Linked DNA regions of Mus musculus: regions 1, 2 and 3 are each linked to region 4. Evidence: chromatin contacts called from public HiCAR-type and promoter capture Hi-C data. All regions are on one chromosome and are shown on one strand. Each heading gives the region's core, a stretch centred on a gene start, on an enhancer-like site or on the middle of the called end of the contact. The rest is flanking DNA. Distances are from core to core; before and after follow the strand shown. Region 1 holds the start of Nav2 (neuron navigator 2). Region 2 holds the start of Dbx1 (developing brain homeobox 1). Region 3 holds the start of Htatip2 (HIV-1 Tat interactive protein 2). Region 4 holds the start of Fancf (Fanconi anemia, complementation group F).

What was found. Promoter capture Hi-C pulls out the DNA fragments that hold promoters and counts their contacts. HiCAR-type assays count read pairs that join an accessible place to other places.
Region 1: a contact with region 4 is called in a HiCAR-type map of astrocytes, with 2.9 times the contacts expected there. The contact joins the promoter of Nav2 here to the promoter of Fancf in region 4. A contact is called at or near these places in 1 of 39 promoter capture datasets (pre-B cells), 1 of 115 datasets of contacts at active chromatin or transcription factors (astrocytes) and 1 of 9 other capture datasets (liver).
Region 2: a promoter capture Hi-C map of pre-B cells shows a contact between it and region 4, with 4 times the contacts expected there. The contact joins the promoter of Dbx1 here to the promoter of Fancf in region 4. A contact is called at or near these places in 5 of 39 promoter capture datasets (the C10 cell line, cranial neural crest, hippocampal neurons and 2 more) and 2 of 115 datasets of contacts at active chromatin or transcription factors (astrocytes and large pre-B cells).
Region 3: a promoter capture Hi-C map of pre-B cells shows a contact between it and region 4. The contact joins the promoter of Htatip2 here to the promoter of Fancf in region 4. A contact is called at or near these places in 5 of 39 promoter capture datasets (cranial neural crest, frontonasal cranial neural crest, maxillary cranial neural crest and 2 more), 1 of 484 Hi-C or Micro-C datasets (CD4 T cells) and 3 of 115 datasets of contacts at active chromatin or transcription factors (astrocytes and embryonic stem cells).

What each region holds. Positions count from the first base shown.
Region 1 is chr7:49,244,686-49,248,326 of GRCm38.p6, forward strand. Nav2 (neuron navigator 2) reads left to right here and starts at 1,504. Exons shown (of 39, transcript NM_175272.3): 1 at 1,504-2,513. The coding sequence starts at 2,256.
Region 2 is chr7:49,634,645-49,638,196 of GRCm38.p6, forward strand. Dbx1 (developing brain homeobox 1) reads right to left here and starts at 2,191. Exons shown (of 4, transcript NM_001005232.1): 1 at 1,705-2,191; 2 at 983-1,084. The coding sequence starts at 2,071.
Region 3 is chr7:49,757,530-49,760,883 of GRCm38.p6, forward strand. It overlaps Htatip2 (HIV-1 Tat interactive protein 2), which reads left to right and starts at 1,577. Exons shown (of 6, transcript NM_016865.3): 1 at 1,577-1,782; 2 at 2,069-2,264. The coding sequence starts at 1,685.
Region 4 is chr7:51,860,636-51,864,118 of GRCm38.p6, forward strand. It overlaps Fancf (Fanconi anemia, complementation group F), which reads right to left and starts at 1,632. Exons shown (of 1, transcript NM_001115087.1): 1 at 1-1,632. The coding sequence starts at 1,619. The coding sequence ends at 588. It also overlaps a transcript of Gas2 not described here.

The DNA of each region.
Region 1 (3,641 bases), core at 254-2,753, 2.6 Mb before region 4:
CATCTTCATCGTGTCTCCTCTAACATGGCACTGGGCCCATCATGAGGACCTCTCGGTCACGTACTTACAACCTCCCAGAGGTTCCACTGCCTAAAACCAGTCGAGGATTGGGTATTTATTTACAGTATTTATTTACACTGGAATCAGACAGATTCTGGCAGATGCGGAGCGAGCAAACTGCCCACCACTGAGCTACATCTCCAGCTCCTTTTTACATTTTATTTGAACAAAGAGGATCATTAAATTGACCTCAACCTGGGATCCTCCTGCCTCAGCCTCTAAAGTAGCAGAAATTACAAGCTTACACCCCCATTCCTGGCCACATTAGAGTTTTGCCAGGTAAGTTTGAGAATGATATAGCCCATATCATTAGGATGAGTGAAATTCAACCCTATGGATGTTACAACTTCAGGCTATAGGATAGGAAGAAAGTGACAACATCTGTCCTAGACACAGAAAAGTGGCTTAAAGAGATGACAGTGGGACATACTCCGGTGGGTTCATTAATAATAAAGACAGATTTTTTTTTTCTGGTCCCCTACACTGCCAGACACTATCTCATTTAGCTGGGCAGTGCTTTTAGGGAAAAGTACTCAAACCTCCACTTGACTTGCATGAGACACAGTGTTAGGTCTATAAAGATGGAGGAACTTCCCAATTCAAATCCAAACTGATCTCTAAGGTGGGTGTCCTTGAAGATCAGCCCCATGCACCCTGTCTGCACTTTCTATTTTCCCTTCAGTCCTCAGACCCTGAGTCAGAGAGAGAAAGGAAGGCCTTCATGAAACCATGAAACCAGGGCAGGTTTAGCCTCAGCCTGCCCGGGTCACCAAGCCACTCTAATTACAGTCTGTGGTAGGTGGCAAGGAGGAGCTGTCTTGGGGCGCGAAGCTTCCCCGGCCATTGTATCAGCCTATAAATATTTCAAATACTTAAGTGCAACGTGCAACCTTTGAATGTCGCAGAGGAAGCTGTTGGGACGCCCCTGAGCCCACCCGGAAAGAAGAAATGGCTGGAGTGTCCTTCAGGCGGGGGACAAGGAGACCCGCCCAGTCATTCCCAATGGAGGTGCAGAGAGGTTGGGGCGTGCCTCCGGAACCCGCAAACCGTTGAGATGACCCGAGCGATTTGAAAAAGAGAAACTGATTTCCCCAACACATGCCTGGGGGTGGAAGGAGGCGGGAATCTACAACCCAACGGCGTTTTCAAAGGCGGCTCCGGGGACGCAGGGGTGGCGGCCCGCGGGGAGGCGCGCGCCGGGGCCGTGCCGCAGAGCGGCCACCAGCTCGCTTTGTACTTGCGGCCAAGCGCGGCCCCAGAGTTTCGGCGGCGGCCCCGCGGAGTTGAGGCCACGCCCCCTTGCAGTGCGAGTCGCGACCGCGGATTGGTCCGCGGCTAACCAATAGGCGCGCGGGAACGGCCCGGGCTGTCAGCGCGCGCCGCAGCCGGTCCTCCCCTGCGTCCAGCCCTGCAGCCCGCGCTGCCTTCCCCCGAGCTCAGCTTAGCGCAGCGCTGCCAGCCTGGCCAGCTGCGCGTCCTGGTGCCCGCGCTCTGTCACCACCGCCGTGCTGCGCTGGAGCGCACGGAGCATGGCCAGAGCCGCAGAAGCTCAGGTGCTTGGTGTTCGAGGGGCTTGTGAGCATCGGTGATCGGCTGTCACGCCCAGACAGACCTGTCTGCGGAGATCGCCCAGAGTCTGCCTAGGCGCGGGTGACCCTGTGGCGCGTTTGCTGGGTGACAGCCGCTTCGCGGTTGATACGTCTTGGGCTCCGTGCGTCCTCCGTCTCCCCATCCTCTGCTCTTTTGCTCCAAGGTTCACACCCGCAGGCTCCAGAGCGCGACGTGTGCGTCCCCGTAGCCGGTGTCTCTTCCTAAGGAGCCTTCTCACTTCGGAGACGCAATGACAAGTTAATATGGGCGTCCACGCCTCGGTTTCCCAGGAGAAGAATTGCCAGAGGCAGCGGTCCCCGAGAACCCAGAGCTTCTGAACAGGCCTCCCGCTGCGACATCCGCGCAGGTGGGACCTGCTGAGGGCAGTGACTAGCCCGCCACCCGGCAGGCGCACTCGCAGGATTTCCCCAGTTCCCCGACCCGGGGATTCTGTTTTTTGGGTTTTTTTTTTTTTTTCTTCCACTGTTGGTGGGCGCCTCGCGGGCCGAGGCCCGGCGCCTACTCGGCTGCCCGCGCTGCCTTTAGCGGTCGCCTCCGCCGCCGCTGCCAGGGACGTGCTGGGAAAGCCAAAGCCCCGGGAGAAGATGCCGGCCATCCTGGTAGCCTCCAAAATGAAATCGGGACTGCCCAAACCCGTGCACAGCGCCGCGCCCATCCTGCACGTGCCCCCGGCCCGGACTGGTCCTCAGCCCTGCTATCTTAAGTTGGGAAGCAAGGTGGAGGTGAGCAAGACGGCCTACACTAGCCAAATCCCCCTGAAATCGCAGGGGCTGCAGGAGCCGACGGGGGAGGGGCTCCCGTTGCTGAAGAGCAGCTCTCTGGAGAACGGGTTCGATACCCAGGTGAGCAGTGCTATGTGCTGGGGCACTATTACAGGGTGGGAGTGATGGATGATCCTTCATGAGGGAGGAGGACGGTTGCCTTGAGGAGAGGCTACCATAATGTGATTGGAGAGAGGAAGCATACCCCTTATGCTGCCAGATTGGAAGGATACATTGGTCAGTGGGTGTGGCCAGGAGGGGTTTAGCTGGCCAGGGTGCCAGAGGCTCTCCCGGGGAGCTCTGCAAAGCTAAGGCGTGCTGGCAGCCAGCTGCTTCTATGGGGCTGGAGCAGGTGTAGGGGTGCTTTCAAAAAAATGCATGCTGACATTGGAAATGTTAAGGGCCATCAGTGCCGAGCGCTTGGCCCCAAGAGGATGGGTATCTGCTGTTGTGATGTGTGTCTATACTCAGGTTGTAACCCCAAGGAGTGGCCTGGTGCCTTGATGGGTTGGGTACTACCTGGCTCAGCTGTGAGATCTAGGACAAGGGATACTGAGTGGTTGCCCTGAACTTAACCCTCCTCCTAGCTTGAAGATGGCTGGTCTCTGCCCCATCATTAGGGAGAAGGGATTCTGGCCAGGTGCTGCCAACTGCTAGCTGCTACAGACTCCTAGTAACTGGGGTGGCTTGGCTGTCTCAGAATGGCTGCTGTAGCTAAGCCCCTCCTTCTTGGGTAGTCTATGCTGCCAGCGTTGGTATCTCTGGTGATTAGGGAGGTGATGGTGTGGGTAAGAGCATGGCTGAACGAGAAACGGTGACTTCTACCTTTCCTGGCAGAGCAAGCAATCCCCCTACTGGGCTGGGTGACAGGCCCTGGCCATGCAATCTCTTTTAAGGAAATCCTTAAGGGCCAATCAGTTTCTCTTGGACTCCTGCCTTCCCTGCCGCCTTCCCCCTCTTCTGGCAGGAGGGAGCAGGGCCATGCTGTATTTTCTTGGCTGCCAGTCAGCAGGGACTTTTAGGGACAGGCTGACCTGACTGTTGTGGCTGTCCCAGTCCGGAGAGGAGAAGCCGGGAAGCCAGAAGGGGAGGCAGTCTTGAGTTGGTATAGGGCCAAGCAGCAACAGACCAGACGACCTTTTGGGCACCTACTTTCCCTGATCAGAGGTTAACGCTCAACACATTCCTAACCTTTCTGAGGGAGGAGCT
Region 2 (3,552 bases), core at 941-3,440, 2.2 Mb before region 4:
CATTGAGACCCGGGAGAAAGGAGCAAATTCCATTGTCGGCAAAAGCCTGAATGGTGGTGGAAGAGAGTTTCTTCTCTCAAAAAAAAAAAAAAAAAAAAAAAAAAAAAAGCGTCGCTAGTTTCTTTTGCTGATGTTGGGAGTGCTGTCCTGGTCTTGCCCTGCCCCCACCCACTGCACTTTGGCTCTGGTCCCTTCTTGTCTAGGGGGCTTCCCTGCTTTTTAAAGCAGCTTTAAAGTGTTCGAGGCAATGCTTGAACACTCGTAGTTCTCAGCATGAAAACTCTTGAGGGTGCTTCTTCGCCTGTAGACTAGGACCCATAGCGGGATTCTGTCAACTGTTTCCTTTTTACAGAAAGAGCCCACCGGCATGATATAGGGTTGGGAAATCAAATTGGCAAGATAAGGTTGGGGTCGCGGGAGGATCTAGACTTCCTACCCTTAGGTAACCCCCAAGCATCGCACACAAGAGGGCACCCCATGCGGTCTTGTGGAGGGAAAAAAAAGCAGCCCTGAATGAATGTTAACAGGAAATTAGCTGCGGCTGGTAGGTGTTTTTCGGCGGCGTGGAGGGGCGAGGGCCGGTCTGCGTGTGGCTGCCGGAGGAGCTGGCCAATTGGTCACGGTGCTGAGACCTTTGTGGCGAATGGTGGCCAAGTGCACCAACTCTGTGGGAAACGGCGGCATGAAGGGATGCCAACAGCTCCTCGCCGGGAAGGGAACCGCCTCAAATGTGGACCATGACAATTCTTGCTAATTTGTAGAGCAGGGAATTGGTGCATAGTGTCAAGCAGTCACTGCTTGTGCTAAATGGGGTATCAAATTGGCGCGACGGATTCGTGAATGTTGTACGCCTCGCAACCTCTGAACCAGAGCGTAACCCCGAGGGGTGGACGGAGAAATACGACTTCGGGGTAGGGAGCGACCGGCCGGGACTGGAACGGGCTGTCCAGCCCGGAGCGGGAAAAACACGAAAGAGACCTACCTGGGAAATAGGAGGATCTGATAAAGGGTTGGAACGAGCCTTCGAAGTATGGAAAGGCGAACGTCTTGGGAGGAGGGCTCTGCAGCAAAGCGGGCGAAGTTTCTGGTAGGGCGAGGGAAGAGAGAGAGAGAGAGAGAGAGAGAGAGAGAGAGAGAGAGAATGAATTTGATCATGTGTTTGAATACTGTGTGGAGCATCGCGTACACGATCTAATTCACACTGCAGCAGGTATCAGAGGCATCTTTTAGAACGTATTCACTAAGTAAAATAAATTTGCGCAGCGTCGTCTCATTTGTGCCCCCATTTCATCACCATTCCAGAGACTTAGGAAAATAGGGAGGGGTGGGGTGGGCTATTGCAGATCTATCCATAATAGTACAAACCAACACAATAAACGTACTTGTTGGGTTTAAAGCAAAAAGTCTCTTTCCTAGTCTTGAGGGCGGGAACGCAGGCACCAAAGCGCGTGCGCTGAGACGCCCGACTAAGGAACTGCACTCACTGGCCCGGGGCTCAAGTTCATTTTGAGGATACTCGTAAGGCCTGAGACTTTTCTTCCCCTTAAAACCTCAGTACCATCGTTTCATAATCAGTAACCTGGCCCTTGAGGTCTGAGTTCCTGCGTGGAAATGTGCACTAACAAGCGCGGAGGAACAAGTTTGTGAAGGATTGAGTGGCTGTCAGGCCGCGGAACGCACGTCGAGGGCACGGCTGTATCTTACCTCTTCTAGGCGCCGAGGAAAGGATGGCATTCACCCCAAACTTCAGAAACGTGGGCTCGCTGGCAGGGGAGAGGGCGGTCTGTGGAGAACTGCCTCGCCGGCTCCCGGACCCAGGAGAGCCCAGGTCTGAGGTCCCCGAGTCGGCGAGGGCTGCAGGGGCCTCTTGACTGGGGGGTGACAGGCTGGCAGCGGGTATGCTGCGGGACAGGTAGGTGGGAGGCCGGCTGATGCGGATCAAATCTTCTACTAGGAAACTAGAGTGGCCGGAAAATGCGGATTGAAGGGACTGGGGCAGTGTTAAGGTGGGCGTGGGTCGCAGGAGGCTAGGGTATCCCGCGGGAGGCGCAAGGAGGCCGGGGAACATCATGGTTAGAGCGGGTCTGGCAGTAGCTCCCTTTCCCTGGGCCGGAGGGCAAGCGCCTGGCTTCCCGCCCCTCCCCCGATGCCCTCTTTGGCTCAGTATCCTGGTAACCGTCCTACTTGGGCGTCTGCGAGTCTTCTGTGGCTCTCCGGTCCAGGAGATGGTTTTATAGTGGCCCGCCCGCTCCAGCTCTTTGAAAACTGACAGCTCTGACAATGAAGTTCAACAAAGTTCTCCACTCGGGCTTCATTCGCGGGAGGCTCCAGGCTCTCTGATTGGTTCAGGGATGCAATTTATGATTGGATTAGTCTTCATAAGCATGGCCCTCACAATGGGGCGGCAACAAAGGCCGGCGCTCATCAACGCTGTGCATCGACGGCCTCTCTGCTATACAGTGAGTCCCCAAAGCTCTCGCTGGAGGTTTTTGTTCTGAAGCAACACCCGGGCTAATTAAATGCCTATTTAGAAGTTTCAGATGACATCTTGCCTCATAGAAAAGGAATTATTTAAAGAACGCACTAAATTTATCTGCGGCCTCCTGCTGAGACTAGAAAATAAATCAATAAATATTCATAGAACTACATCTCCAGGCTATCGGTAAAATAACTCTCCCTTGTGTGTGAGGGGCCGTGTGGAAAATTTCAAGCCCTTAAGTATGAAAACATACCGGTCTCCAGCTATTTCTCACTCAATGGGACTCGTAGAGCAGATGCGAGGGATGGGTTAGAAGTCCCACTCCCACACCCAGGGAGACTTGGAAATATAGAAACTCCGGTGCCATCCGATGACAGTCCGTCAGGGTTGGGAAGATTTGAGGGGTGTTGTTTTGTTTTGTTTTGTTTCCGGAGAATAGTTGAATTCCAAAGTTAGTGGGAAAACTATTTATTTCTAATTCCCAATAACCTGAAAAGAGGAAGAGAGGGAGGGAAGGAGTGAGGGAGCAGGGAGAGGGGAGAGGGAGAGAGAAGAGAGAGGGGGAAAGAGGAGGGAGGGAGGGAGAGAGGGAGAGAGAGAGAGAGAGAGAGAGAAGAGAGAGAGAGAGAGAGAGAGAGAGAGAGAGAGAGAGAGAGAGGAGAGAGAGAGGAGGGAGGGAGGGAGAGAGAGAGAGAGAGAGAGAGAGAGAGAGAGTGTTTTCAGAGAACTTCTTTGGGACTCCGCCCAGAGTGCAAGGCCGTTCACTTGAAGGAGGAAGGAGCCTGGCAGAGCCCTGAACCTAACCGGGCTGGGAATTCCACTTGGGAAGGGCTCAAAACCTTGAGAGCTCCGTTCCTCCGGTAGCTAGCGCAAACCTGTCAGGGTCTCTTTTTCCCAACCTTTAGAAACATTGACGTTCACCACCTAACTCTTTGTTTAAGCCAGAGAGCCCTTGAAAGTTCAGACACAACTCCAGCTATTTCGAGGCGCTTAACTCCTGCACATTTATTTGTGCCAGCTTCTGGGTTCACTGCAAGGGAGCAATGAATAAAAATTACGAGGAAGAACTAAGT
Region 3 (3,354 bases), core at 327-2,826, 2.1 Mb before region 4:
CTGAGAAGGTGCACGGCAGCACCTATACATCCTGACAGCCTGGCATTGTGGCAGCCCAGTGGGGAAGGACAACAGTGTTCTCCATTGCCTCCATTTTAAACTGCAAACAGCAGAGTCCATCTGACTGCAGCAAGTCGGAAAAGGACTCTAGAGGCAGAATAAACAGGAAGCGCTCAACACAGCCCCTGCAAACAGGCAGCGGTTAAGGCAGGCAAGCCAGGGCAGGGGCTCACAGGATGCTACCCATCATCCTAATCTCCCTGTCCTTGCCCAGCAGGGCTCCACCCCTAGTCTTCATTGCATCTTTGTATTGCTCCCCAGAGTGGAAAAACCTGTGTGGAAGTATTTGAATGCCACGCCTAGGCCAGATTTTCATATAATGACATTCAACCAGCAAGGCGGGGGCGAAAGTACCTTTCATTTGGCTTCTAGATGGAGCGATGGAGCATCACACTCACAGCCCATCCTTCTTAGCTCAGGATCACATCCTGGACTTGACTCTGGGAGAGGGAGTCTGGGAGAGGCTGAGTTAGATCAAGGCAAACCCACATCATGGAAGGAGAGAACTGAATCCTGCAAGGGGCCCTCTGACCTTCATACACCGGTCATAACACCTCTACACACACACACACACACACACACACACACACACACACACACACAAAATAAATGCAGTTTAGAAAGTATCTCAGAGTCATAGTATTCTAATCTCTATGCATCCAAAATCCAGGGCATGCCCAGTGTGGATAGCTGTGTTCTAACCATTGATCCTGTTGTGAATTGGATCAGGTTTGGAAACTCTTCCTACCGCAACCATCCAGAAGGGGGCCAGCACCTGGGCAGGGAGATCAACCTGAAAACTGGTCAAAGGAGCCCCCCTAGCTTCTGGCTTGAGGGAATAGGATATGTGTCTTTAAAGAGGCAAGAAAGAGTTTTGTTTTTCATAGAGCTTAAGTGGAGCTAGGCTTTTTTTTCTTCTTCTTCTTTTTATGTCTTGCTTTACTAACAATTTCATGTTTATATATTTTGATCTTACTCACCTGGTACTAGCCTCTCCTACCTCTGTTTTGAGAGCTTCCTCCCAATAAGTCCTCCTTCGCTCTTGAGACAGAAGTTCATATATTTCAGGGTGTCCTAGAACTCAGAACATTCTGTTTCCAAGGAGAATCATCCTTGCTGGTATTGCCTGCTTGTGCCACCACATCCAACTTTATCCAGGGCTCTGCGTATGCCAGGCAAGCGCTTGATTAACTGAGCTACATGCTACGTCCCCAGCCTAAGAAGAGACTAGTTTTTAACGAGGAGAATGAGATGATTTGGGGACCAAGAGTCAAGTCCGGGATGCCTTTTATCTAAAATCTGAAGGCTCTGGCCCCAGGTGGTTAGGAAGAACGCGGTTGCAACTAGGGTTATGGGGGACGGAGGGAGGAGATCTGTGCTGGGGTGAAGCACAGCCCCACGCCCCCCCCACGCCCCGCCCCGCTGCAGCTCAGCCCCGGGGAGTGTGGTTCGAGCCCTGGGTGCAGCTCCCGCGCAGGGGCGGGTCCCGCGCTCAGCTCCAGCCCTCGGTGGGGCGGGGCCGCGAGCGCGCTGTCACCCGGAAGACGTCGCGGCCGGTAGGCTCCGGCTGGACCTCTTGGGGCTCCTTGCCGGGAGGGGAGACAGCGGGGCTGCAGGCGGCGAGATGCTCGGTCCCACGGTGCTGGGCACGGTCGTAGCCGCGCTGGTGGCTTCAATGCTACTGTTGCAGAGTGGGGACGAGGGGTCCGGGGCTGCTCCCAGGTAACCCCGGGTAGGGAATGGAGCCGGGCCCTGCAGCCCTGCCCAAGCAGGCTGGGTTACCGTGGGCTGCGAGGCTTGGTGGCATAGAGACAACCTGGGCTCATCCAGCCGGGCACCTGTGAGGTGCTCGGATTGGCCACTGTCTGAGCTGTGACTCAGCACTTCCCTAGGGTTGGGACTGTGTAGAGTGAGTCTCTTCTGCCCAACAGTTAACAACCCTTGTCCCCCAGGGTAAAGAGTGTCACCTAGCACTCTGAGACAGGACCCACGGGTGTTGTTTCCCCAGCATGGCGGACAAGGAAGCACTGCCGAAGCTTCGGGAAGACTTCAAGATGCAGAATAAATCCGTCTTTATTTTGGGCGCCAGCGGGGAAACTGGCAAAGTACTTTTAAAGGAAATCCTGGGACAGAACCTGTTTTCCAAAGTAACGCTCATTGGTCGGAGGAAGCTCACCTTCGAGGAGGAAGCTTATAAAAATGTGGTGGGTATTTGAGCTGGGGCTAAAAGGGAATGTAGCTGCAACCATTTTGCTGAGGGGAAGGTGTCCATTATCCAAAGGCCAGGTGGTGGTGGAGACATAGAAATCATCAAAATTGGGCACGATGGATTTAGAAGAGCCCTTCCATTAATCCCTGGGTTGTGACTGGCTTGTAGGCCTGCCTTTTACACTCTAGCGTCCTGCAATGCAGTCCTGTGTTCAGAACTTAGATTGGAATGGGGTATGGTAGTCAGAGAAAGGCGCTGTTTATAGTTCCTAGAGCGCACTGCTTGCACATTTTGCTTACCAGTGTGTTTCACAATATCAGAATGGAAAAGTGTGACAAGGACTTTTCTCCCAAGCAGGAATCCACCCCACAGCCCCTGACTCCCCAGACTTGTGTGTTTGTAAACACATACTGGCTTCCTGAAGTTACAGCAAATGGTAATGCCAGACTTCCATCTGGAAATGATGCCCAAGTATCTTAAATTGGAGAGTCGTGGACATTCTGTTCTCCAGTAAACAAGAGTTACCTATCAACTGCAGCAAATTAAACAGCGTAGTGTGCTGCTGGGACCTCAAAGCAGTCTCCCATGGGCCCCACTTTTGCCTAGTGTGCACACTTGCAAATGCAGGTCCTTGATTTCCGTGATTTCCTGGTCGTTTTGTTTTACCAATGCCTGGTGCATCAGAACTTGCTGATTAAAATAGACATCTCTGCTTGGGCTCAGGTGGGTGCTGGGTGAACCCCACAGTCTGGTTTCCTGAACCCTCCCTGTGCAGATTCCTGGACAGTGGAGCCTAAGATTGCAATTTTCTTTGAGAGCAGAGACTTGGTGGCACTCCTCTTAACCAGGCCGTGTTTAATTTAATTTTTCTTTAGTATATAGTATGTATCATGCCAGGAAAATCCTTCAGAGGGAACTAAAGGTAGTGACAACCCAAGATAGCATCTGAACTCCTGTGTGACGGTAATGGAACACTGCACGTTTGATGGCATTCTTCTGCTCTTAGATAGAGTGGCTTAGGTTTAAGACAGTGTTTCTCTAAGGAGGATAGGCTAGCCTCAAAATTGCTTCTGTTTCTGCCAGTG
Region 4 (3,483 bases), core at 382-2,881:
AGTTTAGGGCTCTAACTCTAGCCCAGTCAGCTTTGAAGTTAACATGATGCTACCACATGTTGCTGGTTGAATAAAACTTTGTACTACTGAAGAGTGTTAGGAACCAAGTAAATCATACAAAAGTACCCTTCTTGGAAAACGTAAAGCTGCCTTTTCTTTTTAGGGTGAATCTAGTTTTAGTATTCTTACAAATTAGCTTTATACGAAACAAGCTGAAAATTCGATGGCTTTAAGAATTCTTTCACGATTAATGATGTAGCTCAGTGGTGAACACTAACATAGGCAGGGTCCTGGGTCCATTACCAGAACAAAAACAATCTCTATATAATACATATTATATAATATATAAATTTATAGATATTGTGCATATTATATATATTTATATTATGAACCATTTAAAATTGGCCCCTGAATAATTAGGTTTTGGGAGCATGTATATAGGGAATTGGGGAGAACACTGACAATTTGTAAACTGCATAGTCAAGAAGTAGCAGGATGCTGTGCATAGAGGCTTTGGTGAGAAGTATGCTTGTTATTCCCTCTATGGGACAGGGTCTGTCCAGATGCCCAGCCTGGGAACTGAGAATCTACTCTAGCACGATCCCACACTCAAGCACCACCAGGAGGTCTGTCCAGATGCTCATCCCAGGAACCTCGAAATCTCCATCCAAGGCTTTGCGGGACCTTAGGGTCACCAGCACCTCTTCCTGCAGAAATGGCTGGGCATGGCACAAGCTCTGCAGCCTTAGGCACAGCTCTTCCCAGGGCATGTCCTCCATCTGTGTAGGGACCCAGGCACCCTTTTGCAGATCATAGTGCAGCCGCGTGGCCCACGTTGTGAGCAGGTCCAGGTAGGCGCGAGACAGTGCGTGGTGGCAGCCCGCCACGGAGGCCAGGCGCTTGGCTGGCAGATGGCGGCAAAAAGCGGCCAATACCTCGGGACTTTCGAGAAGCCAGCGCAGTAGTTTCTGTGTCTCATCCGCACCCGCAGGGTCCGTGGCCTGGGCTGGCTCCGGGTCTTCCTCGCGTAGCAGCAGCGCTTCGGCAGTCACGTCGAGCACGTGCTCCCGCGGCCCGCGCGTCCACAACGTGTCCAGGAGTTTGCGCGCGGCCGCGGAGTCGGCCCCGCCCAGCTCGTGCAGGCGCGCGTCCAGCAGCTCCGCGTGCGTGCGCAGCAGCGCGCTCCTGGGCGCGTCCCCGCCGAGGCGGCACAGCAGGCGCAGCGCGCTTCCGCGGCGCGCCAGGAGGACCAGGCGCGACTGCGGCACGTCGTCTCGGTGGTCCGCGGCGGGGCCCGGGAACAGCAAGCTCGGCAGCGCGCGGGCGGCGGCGGGCGCGAGCGCGCGGTTCCGCAGCAGGCGGAGGGCGAGCCGCGCGTCCCCGGACTCCAGCGCCGCGAAGCTGCGCAGCCCGAGCGGCCCTCCCCGCGCGGGGAGCCGCCTCTCGAGCGCCTCCCGCACGCGGCCGCGGCCCGCGAAGCGTCGGTACACGTGGAGCAGATAACGCGCCCACTGCAGCGCCCTGCGCACCTTTTCGGCGTCCCACGTGCTCACCAGCGACCCACACGACACGGCCAACAGCTCGGAGAATCGCTCGGTTTGCTGCACAAGCGGCTCCATGGCGGCCGCTTCCGCCCTGACATCCCGAGGCGCGAGCCGATTGGACATGAGCGTGAGCGCCCGCCTCAGCGTGCTGTGCCATTGGACGACGGCCGTGTCAGTCTCGCACCATGGTTTCCGGGGCACATTGGCGCTGAAAATGAACTAGGGCAAAGTCCCAAGCTTTTACTCTGGGTCTGGGAGAGGACGCGTGAGTGCGAGTTTGAGCGCTAGGATTTTATGTGCTCTTTTGTTTTAAAAATGCCAGTGGTAGACATTTAGGCGCTTCCCCGAAAGGGGACCCATGTTCATCATTATTAGCAGTGCGGATGTGATCTGCTTGCGAACTCAAAGCTCTTAAATGGCCCGTTTCCCTGGTACTTGTGGAACCAGGACCCTCACACGCTGTGCTGTGAGTTCCCGGGCTTTTTTCCTTTTTCCTTATTTATATTGTTTACTGATTCTGAGGAAACCTATCACTGAATTGTGCAAGCAGCCTTTCAGTTTGCAGTCCTGCCTCGACTAACCTAGTGACTGGCAGCACTATCCTGAGGCTTACTAGCCATGCAATAAATGAAAGTTTAAGCTCAAAATTAATCTACACATTTATGCTAGACTCTGAATAGTTCTGGGCATTCTTATCAGAACATATAGTTAAGCCAGTTTTGTTTAGTTTTTAGCCATTAGCCCAGACTATAGTGTTTGGCCTTGTGATTTTATTTTAGTCTGTGTGATGGGTTTTAAAGTTTCAGGTGGTAGCTATTAGGAATTACAGAGGTCACTGGTTCATCCACTTACTAAATACTAAGTCACGTGATGTGATAGCCAGTGAAGGACAGGACTGGCGCAGTTGAGATAAATGTAGTTAAAGCTTCCCTGTCCCACAGGAAACACTAATGTTCCTTAGAGAGACTTCAACTTCATAATGCGGTAGACAAAAATAAGAGTCACTAGATCTTAGATGTTAGGGAAAGCCCCATTAAACCTTCCTTTCAACTGAATGCCCAAAGAATACACCTGGAAATGCTTCAAGGCCATGGGAACCGTTAATAAGTCTTAAGCCACCAGAGTGAAAACCAGATCTAATCCAGGGTGAGAAAGAAGTCCAAAACAGCTTCATTTCCAAGTGGCTGGGACAGTTCAGAGAAACTTCACCAGTGCTCACCTTTTCAAAACCAATATTATGTTAAATCTCAGTACCACAGTGAGTAATTATTTGTTTCACAGTAGCCATCTTTTATTAAGTAGCTATGCATCCCTCCGACAGTTTCCCATCAGAAGAATGCACTTTGGATTTCGAACCAGTTTTCCATTTAATTTGGAACAATCTATGTAGAGGCTGAAAGATGATAAACACTTTAATTTCAAGAAACCTATGCACTTGAGGCAGACATTGGGAGGATTCCCAACCCATGTAAGTGTAATTCAAATCAGATTTTGTGTAATTTTAAAGTGCCAGGTATGGTGATTTTAAAGACCAATTGGAAATGGATAGGAGAGCACTGAAAGGCTATATGGACTGATCTTTGATTTAGGCTGCACAAATACTTGCACCATCAGAGGATAGTGGAAAATCACGTGAGAGGAATCACACAAGTTAAAATGTCAGTGTAATATGTGAATACTGTATGCTGAGAATGCCAGGATCAACCTTCCACCTGCTGGTCACACTCTGCAAATCCCCAATATGTAGTAAATAAGAACAGAAAATGGAAGCCCAGTGTTAGCAAACTTTTATTAAAATAGCATTTCATTCAAACACAGGAATGAGCAACATAAACAACTAACATAAGATACTTTCACCAAGAGCTTCCCTCAGGACTCTAGAGAAGATGGAAGCCATATATGTGACATACTGGGGTAGGTTTTTGTTGCTGACTTTCAA